Regions from separate parts of the Zea mays genome. Here region 2 is linked to region 1. Evidence: chromatin contacts called from public Hi-C data. All regions are on one chromosome and are shown on one strand. Each heading gives the region's core, a stretch centred on a gene start, on an enhancer-like site or on the middle of the called end of the contact. The rest is flanking DNA. Distances are from core to core; before and after follow the strand shown.

Region 1 (5,258 bases), core at 2,619-5,118:
TATTTTTTTGTTTGCGTAGAGTTTTATATTTCAAATTTAAAGAAGCACTAGTTTGGTAGTGTTGGAAATGGTCTAATAAGGATAATGTGTGGTTGGGTGTAGGTGCGGGGCCCAAGATGCGGTGAGTTGTTGCGCTTGCGTGCGGTGCGTGGTTGGGGATTTTGGCAAGCAAACAAAACAATGATGCAGCAACGGAATGCGAGAAATCTGCGTCGCTCTCCTCCTCCTCCTCCTCCTCCGTAGGCAAGGCAAGGGGGGCAAGGCTCTAACGGAGATCGGATCGAACTGCCTGTGCAGTCTCCCTCCCTCCCTCCCTCCCTCCCTCCCTCATGTCCATATATACCAAAAAATCTCCGCCGCGCCGCCATTAGCTAGCTCTCGTCGTCTTCGTTCCTCCGCAAATAATTTGTTACTCAAGCCGAAGGAGGACGAGGGCGACGGGATTGGCTAATCAAATCGACCGATCTAGTGGCTGGTGCCCAGGAGAAGGGACGCGGGCAGTGCGGCTCGTCGTGGTCAGCAGCTTGTGGCGACCGGTCGCCAGGGAATCAATCAATTCAATCAGAAAGTTGCAATTTTGATTGAGCTCGATTCGTCATCCACAAGACATTAGGGAATCGAACCACCACAAAGCAAGAAGGCAGTCCAGTGCAGAGAGAGAGAGAGAGAGACCAAGAAGAGAAAGAGAAAGGGAAAGAGAAGCAAAGCAATGGATGTAAGTCTTCCTTCCTGCCCACTTTGCTTGCCTCCTTTTTCTCTCTCTATCAATTCTATTCTATCTCACCACTTGCTACCTTCTTTTCTTTCTTTTTTATTCTATCTCGCCACGCACTACAGCCCTCTGCTAGCTCTGCATACAAACACCATGTGGTGGTATGTATTAGAGATGGTGCTGATTGCCTGCCCATGCCCAGGATTGCGTGAGCCATCGTCACTCTGCTCTGCCTGATCCTGTTGTGCTAAACATGCCAGTCAGCACACGTATTCAGATTTCTTTTTCCTGTCTTGTGCTGTGTTGCTGCATTACTCCTATCAGGCATCTTGTATGTATCACGAGGAAGAAAGACACGTATGCAGCAGCAGGCATTCAATTGCAATAGATAGATTTTCTTCTAATTGATTGATACATGCAACCCTCCATCAGTATTCAATGGACATGTTGCCACCACTTTTAAATAAATAAATAAATGAAAAATGATGCGAGCTACTTTTGGTGTTGGGGGAAGCCACCGCATCACCGTGCTGTGCTGCGGCGGCCTCGTCCTCCTCCTCCTCCCTCCTGCCCTTTTTATAGGCCGCCTCCGCTTCGTCGTCTTGGCAAGACCTGCCCCCGCGCCTGCAATCCTACGACAACAGGGCGCCGCTCCTCCTGCCCGTCAAGATCATGGACGCCGCCGCCGACGACAAGCCGGAAATCTCCGACGATACGGCCCACCAGATTAGCGTTGGTACGTTCCTCTTTCCTCTTGATATGCGCACTCCTGGCTTATTCCTTCTTTCCATCTTCTGCTACATAAACATAAATTTTCAGATCCTTGGTATCAAGTTGGCTTCGTCCTCACAACCGGGGTCAACAGCGCATACGTTCTAGGATACTCTGGATCAATCATGGTCCCTCTAGGCTGGATCGGCGGCACATGCGGCCTCCTCCTAGCTGCCGCCATATCCATGTACGCTAATGCTCTTCTTGCACGGCTTCATGAAGTCGGTGGCAAACGCCATATCAGATACAGAGACCTTGCTGGACACATATATGGTCAGTCAGTAATAAGCTCTGCACTTGCACTCCCTACCTATATTATATAGAATAGTCTCACTAGTTTCTTCTTCTTCTTCTTTTTATTTGATTTCATTTTACTTCAGGACCGAAAATTTACGGGCTTACATGGGCTCTGCAGTACATTAACCTTTTCATGATCAACACTGGCTTTATCATCTTAGCTGGACAAGCTCTCAAGGTAGGGAGGGGTACCGTACCGTATGAAGACGACTCATACCATTTATTTTCATTCCTCTCTCTCTCTCTTTGCCATATAATATCATATACTGTTATTTCCACTTGCAGGCCACGTATGGACTGTTCAGTGATGATGGAGTTCTGAAACTCCCTTACTGCATTGCGATATCAGGATTCGTCTGTGCTCTTTTCGCCATTGGAATCCCTTATTTATCTGCCCTCAGGATTTGGTTGGGGTTCTCCACGCTTTTCAGCCTCATGTATATTGTGATAGCAGTTGTGCTGTCGTCGAGAGATGGGATAACCGCACCTGCAAGGGATTACAGCATCCCCAAATCATCGCAGTCAACTCGAGTCTTCACTACGATAGGTTCCATAGCAGACCTTGTGTTTGCTTACAACACCGGCATGCTGCCAGAAATTCAGGTGAGCATTTTCTTTTTCTGGATAACATTTTCTGTTATTGTTGCCTTACTATTTGTGATATATTATTACAGGCAACCATCAGGCCTCCTGTGGTGAAGAACATGGAGAAAGCTCTATGGTTCCAGTTCACCATTGGCTCCTTGCCTCTCTATGCTGTAGTTTTTGTGGGTTACTGGGCTTATGGGTCCTCAACATCAGGCTACCTCCTCAACAGTGTCACAGGCCCAGTCTGGGTGAAAGCGGTTGCAAATCTGTCGGCATTTTTTCAGACAGTCATAGCGCTGCACGTAAGACAAGACAGACGCCACCATCTTTGTTTACTTCTTCTTTCAAACATGAAAAAAAATTCATATATTATCCATCCTAACTCGCAGATCTTTGCTAGCCCCATGTATGAATTCCTGGACACAAAATATGGAAGTGGGCGTGGTGGCCCTTTTGAGATCCACAACGTGGCGTTCAGAGTAGCAGTCAGAGGAGGCTACCTGACGGTGAACACGCTGGTGGCCGCGGTGCTCCCATTCCTCGGCGACTTCATGAGCCTGACGGGCGCCCTCAGCACCTTCCCGCTGACGTTTGTGCTCGCAAATCACATGTACCTGATGGTGAAGGGGCCTAAGCTGGGTGCCATCCAGAAATCATGGCACTGGCTCAATGTTCTTGGGTTCACTGCGCTGGCTGTTGCAGCGGCGGTCTCCGCAATAAGGCTCATCATGCGTGATTCCAGCACCTACCACTTCTTCGCTGATCTTTGAGATCGATCGTTTTCTTTTCTTTTTGTTGGAATGCTGAGCCAGAGCTAGTATTTTTTCATTTTCAGAGAATTATTATCCATGTATGTAAGGATGACGCATATATATATTGAATAGATGATTTAATATCAGGTCAGAGCAGACAAGGAGGTATGGTGTCGATGCACGACTTGTAGAGGATGCGGAGGTAGTCGAGCAGGGCATCCTGGTTGGCGTCGTCCACCGGCTCCATCTCGAAGCTCCACACCACCAGCGTTGCGCCTCCGCCGTAGTCCAGGAGGCTGATGGTGTTGCGGGAGCCGGCGAGGCCGACGTTGCCGTCCTCCATGAGGTAGGTGTAGGAGCGGGCGGTGTGGTCCATGGCCACCAGCCTCTCCCTCACCCACGACGACCCCTGCTGCTGCTGGGGGAACATGAGGCCGCCGCGCACGAGGCGCACGTAGCCCGGCACGTCCTCGTCACCGGCCACCGCGGTGCACGACTCCACCATGGGCATCCACTCGCGCAGCCGAGACGTGGAGGACACCAGCTCCCACACGCGGGCCACGGGCGCGCTCACCACGCCGCTCGCTGCGCCGCGCCACGCCTTGGACGCCGCTTCATCTGACTGTCCGTGCCCATCCATGGCCAAGAACCGTCAGCTCCGGGGCCAGCGGATATAGCAAGGGGGTCGCTGGAAAGTCAAGCTACATGGCTGCAAAACCAAAGCTCACCTAAAAATAAGGACAAACATAAGAACCAGATTTTAAAATCCACCTGCCTACCAATATTTTATATAGGTGATAATCACCTTAAAAAAAGATGTGGACGACACACACGCTAGATGTGGAAACTTCCGAGCGTCCACTATCCGGGCGAGGGCTTAGGCTCCCCCGCGGTAAAGTCTCCGCGCATAGTTCCCCGTTCCCCGGCGACTTCCATCCTTGGTGCGGAGGCGGCGGCGCGGCGTGGAGAGCCAAATCGACGAGATTGCTGCCACCGACGCCGTCCTTCGACGTCGAATCACCATCGCCAAAAGGCTGCGACGTCCCACGGCGAAAAAGGGGTGTGCCGAGAAACGCAAAGCGCAACTCATGACCCCCGTCGTCATAGTCGTCTGTTGGGAGCCTTCCTCTTCGAAGGTCCTAAAAAACATGACTAACCATTTATTTCTAGTATAATCAATTGATTATTACAGGGAGCTTCGATTCATGACGGAAGTCTTTACCTCTGTAAAAGGTCTTCAAGACGAACATATAGCCCGAATGAATGCCGAAGCTATAGCCGAAGAATAACAGCTTCGACTTAAAATAATGACGAAGACCAAACATGATGCTGAGCTGAAGAGGAAAAGACTAGCTAGTCCCTAATGATTTATATTACAGTTATGAACAAATGTTAAAGTCATAAATGTATTTTTACCCAGGCTGTGTCTCATGTCTATAAATAGGTGAACAGTAACACCGTACTGTTCAAGCTGGATCGTAATCGCTCTCGCATCATTACCTTCAAACAAGCCGAAGGTATTAATGTAATATAAATTTTGTTAATTTTCATATGTACATCATAAAATACATATGTGAATGAACTGATGGATTATATGTACTTGTATTATTATGGATGGTGAAGGCATGTCCTTCATGACCTTCGTCTGAAGATCATTATACCCAAGAGGATATAATGCTCCCAAGGATGAAGGTCCTTGACTTTTAACAATTGTGTTGCCTTGTTTTTGATTCACAACATTTGAGAACAAGTGACCAACATTGGCGCCCACCTCCGGTGAACTCGAACGACCACCTTCGACAAGCATTCACCTTCATCATGCCACCGAATAAAGCAATAGCGCCAGGGGCTGCCCTTCAGCCACTGGACACCAACCAAGAGACTCTCTCTGAGAGAAGCCCGAAGCCAGAAAAGGAAGGCTACCAGCCCAACACCGCAGGAGGAGCTAGACCAAGAAATCAGAGACTTGGAAGCCATACACCAACAAGTGCAGAGAAAGAGAGAGAAGATGCTTTGGCTAGCTTCAGAGAGAGCTTCGTCAAGAAAGTCCAATCATTGATGAAGAAATGTGTTATATCACGCAAGATGACCAAGGACGAAGGCCTCAACAGAGAGAGCTTCGTCAAGAAAGTCCAATC
Region 2 (5,335 bases), core at 1,816-4,315, 140 kb before region 1:
GAGGCAACATCCTGAAAGCAACTCCTTAAGTCTGGAGAGTGAAGCTTTGAAGCTGAAGACCTGGGGCTGCAGGTTTATGACTCAGCCATCAGAAGACAAGCAGAACAAATTCACTCCCAAAATTTAAAAGTTCAAAGTGAAAAGAGCAGATTGATCATCTTTTAGGAAAATCAATGAACATCTTGTGATCTATGAATTTGAGGTTCTTTTTATTCACAAAAAAAGGTGAACTGAAAAAGGAGAAGAAATTACTGCAAGAACAAACAAAGACGGCGATTTGGACCTTATGACATAAGAAAAAAATCGAGTATGAGACACACAAAATATATGCTAGACAAGGTTGGATTGTAGCATATCAGGGTTTAATCAGACCTGAAACAAGAATATGATGGACCTGTAGAAGAAGCAGAGAATACAAGAGATCAGAGCCTAGAAGTGGTGCCAATAAAAGCTTGGCTGAGCGGGAAGGCAATTGGGTCCCTGTTGGTCCCTTCTCACTGCCTGGGCATGAGCTGCCTTGAGACCTTTGACTTTTCTATTAAATTGAAGATGACATCCATTCTCACAAGTGCAGAGGACGTCTTCTACAGAAAATTAACAGTATAGTATACAGAAAAACAAAGATTGATGGGTAGTTGATAACTGGCAATGCTAACAAGTCTCAACAAAGTAATCATTGACAAGCTACCAGTATACCTGTGTTTCAAGGCCTCCTGTTCCATAACCTTGGGGGGGGGGGGGGGGGGTTCTATGAAATCAGTTGGCGCCTGCAGATCCTATGCCACTTGGGAAAGAGGTGAATCAGGTAATAATGAGTTAACTATATAATTGATTATCTGTAAAGTTGGAGCTGGCTGGTTAAACTTCAAGAAAAAAAGTTAGCTGGGTTCTGAATCAATCTTGCAACAAGTCAACACATTAATATATTGCAGGTTCCTTGTATATTTGTTTGCCATCACAATTGTTTGTTAAGGCCAATAGTCTACATCAATTGCATCACTAGCACTGAATACTACTAATGCACAAGACAAGTAGTACATATACATATATAGTAGGTATTGTTCTGAATACACCCATGTTGCATTGCCTACTCAACTTTTATTGGTAAAGGCACACATATGTTAGGTGAGTTGTGATGGTTGGTTGACTATATAATATAGTGCTCTCTTCCTTTGAGAGCCTCTTGTCTTTTCTTCTGGCATTACATAAGCTGATAGGGATCAATTGACACAGCCTTATTAAGAGGCTTAATTGGCCAGGCAGGTCTTGGAAAACGTCAATAAAGTTAAAAGACTTCTTCTCCCTGTCAGTCTGAAACATGTTAATCATGTTGATTCCTACTTGTAGTTGATTCATTTGGTCCACCTCTCTCTCTAAAAAAATGATATGTTGGTACACCCATACCAAAACAAGTCTAGTTGTACCTAATACCGAAAGCTTTTCCATAACTATTATCTGCCTGTCTATATAGAATTCGAACTTGTCTTGAATACTTTCTCAAACAGGAAAAACTGACAAAGAAGTAGATTGAAAGCCCATACTGATCCCTCTATTTGCAAATACAAATTAGCCTAGAATATAATGCATGTGCAGCAATATTATAGGCACAAACTAAATGTTACTAGAACTAAATATCGTGTAGAAAAATACCAATGAGGCTGTGTGGCATCCCTTGGGTGACGTCTGGCCCTGGCAGGTTTCGGTGGGCCCATCTTCTTAAATATAATAATGTTAGGGGGACGTCGGACCCCTAATCTAGATTTTTTTGTACCGTTGTACACATAAAATTAAGGGAATAACTTAACAATGAGGGTGTCTGTCATCCTCCTTTACTCAATATCTGAACGTCAGAGGAACATATGGAAGCACCAGCAGCAACAGACAGTAGGTCGTTCAGAATCTTGCCACAAGCTCGGTCAGAAAAGCACAACAGCCTGCATTTATCAGGTCATAGAAAGCATTTGAGAAGATTCAATTAACCAGTACCGAATACATTTCAGTATTGTTTATATGCCTATAGAACTTACAACAAACTTATAAATGATTTTGGCCGCGGCTTTGTAATTTACAGAGTAACTTGGAATATACACGAAATAGTGTTCCAATATGTACCCTGACTGACGAAACAGTATTGTTTTTTGAGTGGAACTTCATTCAAATAAGACAATATATGTGGATGAGGCTACTTCACATGAAATCTGCAAGCAAAATTCATAGAAAATGGTAAAAATACTAACAGTTCCACAAGCACCTACTATGAATAAAGATAGCCTTCCAATATTGAATTCAAGCAATGAAGCACCTTTCATCAACAGCCACATAGCCATTACTCAGACATTCATAATGAAAGAAACTACTAGGTAAAATGACATACTCTACAGAGTATAATAATGATTTACTCCCTCGGTCCTGTAATCTAGTGCATTCAAGCATTCGAAAAGTGTACCCAAATGTAAGGAGTTTTAGGGGGGTAAGAGGCAGTTTTGCATTGAATTATAGCACAAATTTGGTATGTATTATATCGGTACTTGCAATTTATCAACCAAACTCCATTAATCACACTGATGGTAACATCTTATTAGGAAATTAAGTTTATGTGTCTGTATTTCCTCTTAATTAGTCTCAAAAATCTCTAGAATACACTACATTACAGGATGCAGGGAGTAGTTCCTTCCAAGTAGCATGAAGTTGAACTAACATGGGCCTTCATAACGTACATAGGAAATGACATGGGTCTTTATATTAATACAATGAGGATCAGATAATCTCCATATTCTGAGCAATGAGGCTCTGAAATAACAGTGTACAACAGCATCCATGATCTGAAGAACTCAACTAATAGATAAACAGATCTGATGCTCAGGCACATCAAAGCTTTATCAGCTTATTGATATGATCTTTTAGGACGGCGTCGAAACGGACGGAAGAGACGTGCGCGCGGTCGGAAGGGAGCATGGAGGCGGCGAGTTCTGAAGAGGGTGCCGCGTGAGGGCGGCGTGTGACTATGGAGGCTACATCAGCGGCTACTGCTAGCGGCGGGGAGGAGGACACGATAGACTCCATGCGGAATACAGGTAGTAAGGAGGGTTATTTTGCAAAACATCCATGGTCCATTTGGGCTAGTTGTGCTGCGTGGCATTGCAACTTTAATGGGCCGGCCTGGAAAATTTGTTCGGGCCCTGTTGGGCTCTTTTGAGGAAATTGTATATTTGCCACTTTTTTCCTTGAGGATTGGATAGAGATGCTCTAGTTGTCTCCTAGCTAGTGTCATCTATCTCAGCTCTAGTGTGTAGTGGCAAGTATGGGTATGGTTAGCTCACCAAACGATGGTCGATAGGTGAACGCTGCCTTTTGCTCTCTGCTGATCTGCTGCTGTGTGAGAACGAAAGGCACAATTAAAGCACCTAACATTCTTTCAAAAAAAAAGTGGCAAGTTTGTGGTCTCTCAGGCTAATCAAGACAGACAGGGTATTAATTACTGAGATTAATTAACTATGTCGATGTTACAATAGTGTCCATCAGGATCCATGTCTAAAACGAAGAAAAGTAGCTCTCCTACTCTATATGTTGTTACTGTAGACGTCCACACACGCTCTGTTCTGCCTGCCGCGTGCAATCCGCCGCCCGCGCAATCCGCCAGCGCGCAGACCTTTCCATCCGCGCCCGCGCCAAAACCGCCGCCCCTGCGCCAAATCCACCGCCACGCCCTGCTCGCCGATGGAAGGTCCGCCGCCTGCCGCTCTATTCTCCACGCGCAATCCGCCAGCGCGCAGACCTTTCCATCCGCGCCCGCGCCAAATCCGCCGCCCTTGCGCCAAATCTGCCGCCACGCCACTACTCGCCGATGGAAGGTCTCCACGCGCAATCCGCCGCCTGCCATCGCCAGCGCGCAATCCTTTCCATCCGCGCCCGCAACGCCCGCCCCTGCGCCAAATCCTCCTTGGACGCGCCCCGACGGCTGGCGCAACCCGTCGAGCAAATCCGCGTAGATCCCGTCTCCATCTCCCGTCAACCAGGCGAGTCCCGCCGTGAATGTCGCCCACCTCCCTTCGACTCCGACGCTCCCAGGACCACACCGCCCAAGCCGTCGAGCAAATCCGCGTTGTGCAAGTGGTGGCGCAGCCTCGCGCCCGCCCTGCTCGCCGCCGCACTGGCGATCACGGTGGCCGCGCTGCGGCCGGCGACGGAGCACGCGGACGCCAAGGGGCGGCCGCCGCTGTGGTTCTGGCCAGGAGGAGTGTTCAAAGTGGCCCTGTTCGCGGACCTGCATTATGGCGAGGACGCGTGGACGGACTGGGGCCCCGCGCAGGACGCCGCGTCCGACCGCGTCATGGCCGCCGTCCTCGACGCCGAGAACCCAGGTGCGTGCCTGCGCACGCTCTCCTTTTGCTTTCCTGGACCCTTTCCCTTTTCCTCCGAAAGAATCAAAGAACTGAAACGGAACTCCCTCTCTACCTCATGGTCTCTGCGGCGGCGGAATCCGATCCACGCATCTTCGCTCAGACTTGGTGGTGTACGAGCAGCCATAGATGTGCAGACATCCCTATTGGAAGAAGATCCGAACAAGAATTATCAAGAAGACAAAAGGTAAATAATACAACACCCATACTTATTCTTCTTCTGATTTTTGATAGTTTATGAAGAACAATAATATTGTGCAAACTGCTAAGCTGCTAGCTTGTTATCTATTTTTAGACAATATACACCTCTTGTTAAGAATGGAGAGGTAGGAGATGATCCTGGAGGCAGCATGTCAAAGATAGAACTCACATGTTTGTTGTTCTTCTATTTTTTTATCGCTCATAAGGAAAATTGAGACCCTGCTCTTGATGTTTTAGACATGGCGTACTTCCTGTTATGGTGCCTGAAATTGGCATGAAGTTTCAGGATGAGGTAGAGGCTTGGAAGTTTTGGAATACATATGGTAACACGGTTTTGAGGTTAGAATGAGAGATGCAAACAAAAGAAAATCTATTGGAATACTGAGATCATTTAGATTTATTTGTGCAAAAGAGGGTCAGTGGAAATAAGGTAAAATAAGTCATCTTGTAAACGGCCACGAGCTAAAACTAGAACTAAATGTCTTGCTGTATTTTGAACTAAATGTATTATTATTGTTCTATCTTTTGGAGATAGAAATACGAGCATGCAGTCAATCTCAGCATGCATTTAGTTTCAATTAAATCTTGGTAAACAACTTGGTCTCTCCTACTCTATATGTTGTTACTGTAGGCGTCCACACGCGCTCTGTTCTGCCCGCCGCTCTGTTCTGCCTGCCGCGCGCAATCCGCCGCCCGCGCAATCCGCCAGCGCGCAGACCTTTCCATCCGCGCAC

Evidence for each region. A called contact is a pair of places that touch in the nucleus more often than the background predicts.
Region 2: a contact with region 1 is called in a Hi-C map of ear, with 2.8 times the contacts expected there. The contact joins the promoter of LOC103631852 here to the promoter of LOC100284528 in region 1. A contact is called at or near these places in 2 of 25 Hi-C or Micro-C datasets (ear and leaf).

The regions. Positions count from the first base shown.
Region 1 is chr7:411,476-416,733 of Zm-B73-REFERENCE-NAM-5.0, reverse strand. It overlaps LOC100284528 (lachrymatory-factor synthase), which reads right to left and starts at 3,868. Exons shown (of 1, transcript NM_001157423.2): 1 at 3,221-3,868. The coding sequence starts at 3,760. The coding sequence ends at 3,269. It overlaps LOC103631855 (probable proline transporter 2), which reads left to right and starts at 105. Exons shown (of 7, transcript XM_008653676.3): 1 at 105-715; 2 at 1,295-1,448; 3 at 1,532-1,756; 4 at 1,864-1,958; 5 at 2,066-2,383; 6 at 2,455-2,670; 7 at 2,758-3,266. The coding sequence starts at 710. The coding sequence ends at 3,138.
Region 2 is chr7:555,191-560,525 of Zm-B73-REFERENCE-NAM-5.0, reverse strand. It overlaps LOC103631852 (transcription factor EMB1444), which reads right to left and starts at 3,065. Exons shown (of 12, transcript XM_035960782.1): 1 at 2,113-3,065; 2 at 373-1,934; 3 at 1-66. It overlaps LOC103631853, which reads left to right and starts at 3,580. Exons shown (of 7, transcript XR_004851308.1): 1 at 3,580-4,361; 2 at 4,504-5,335.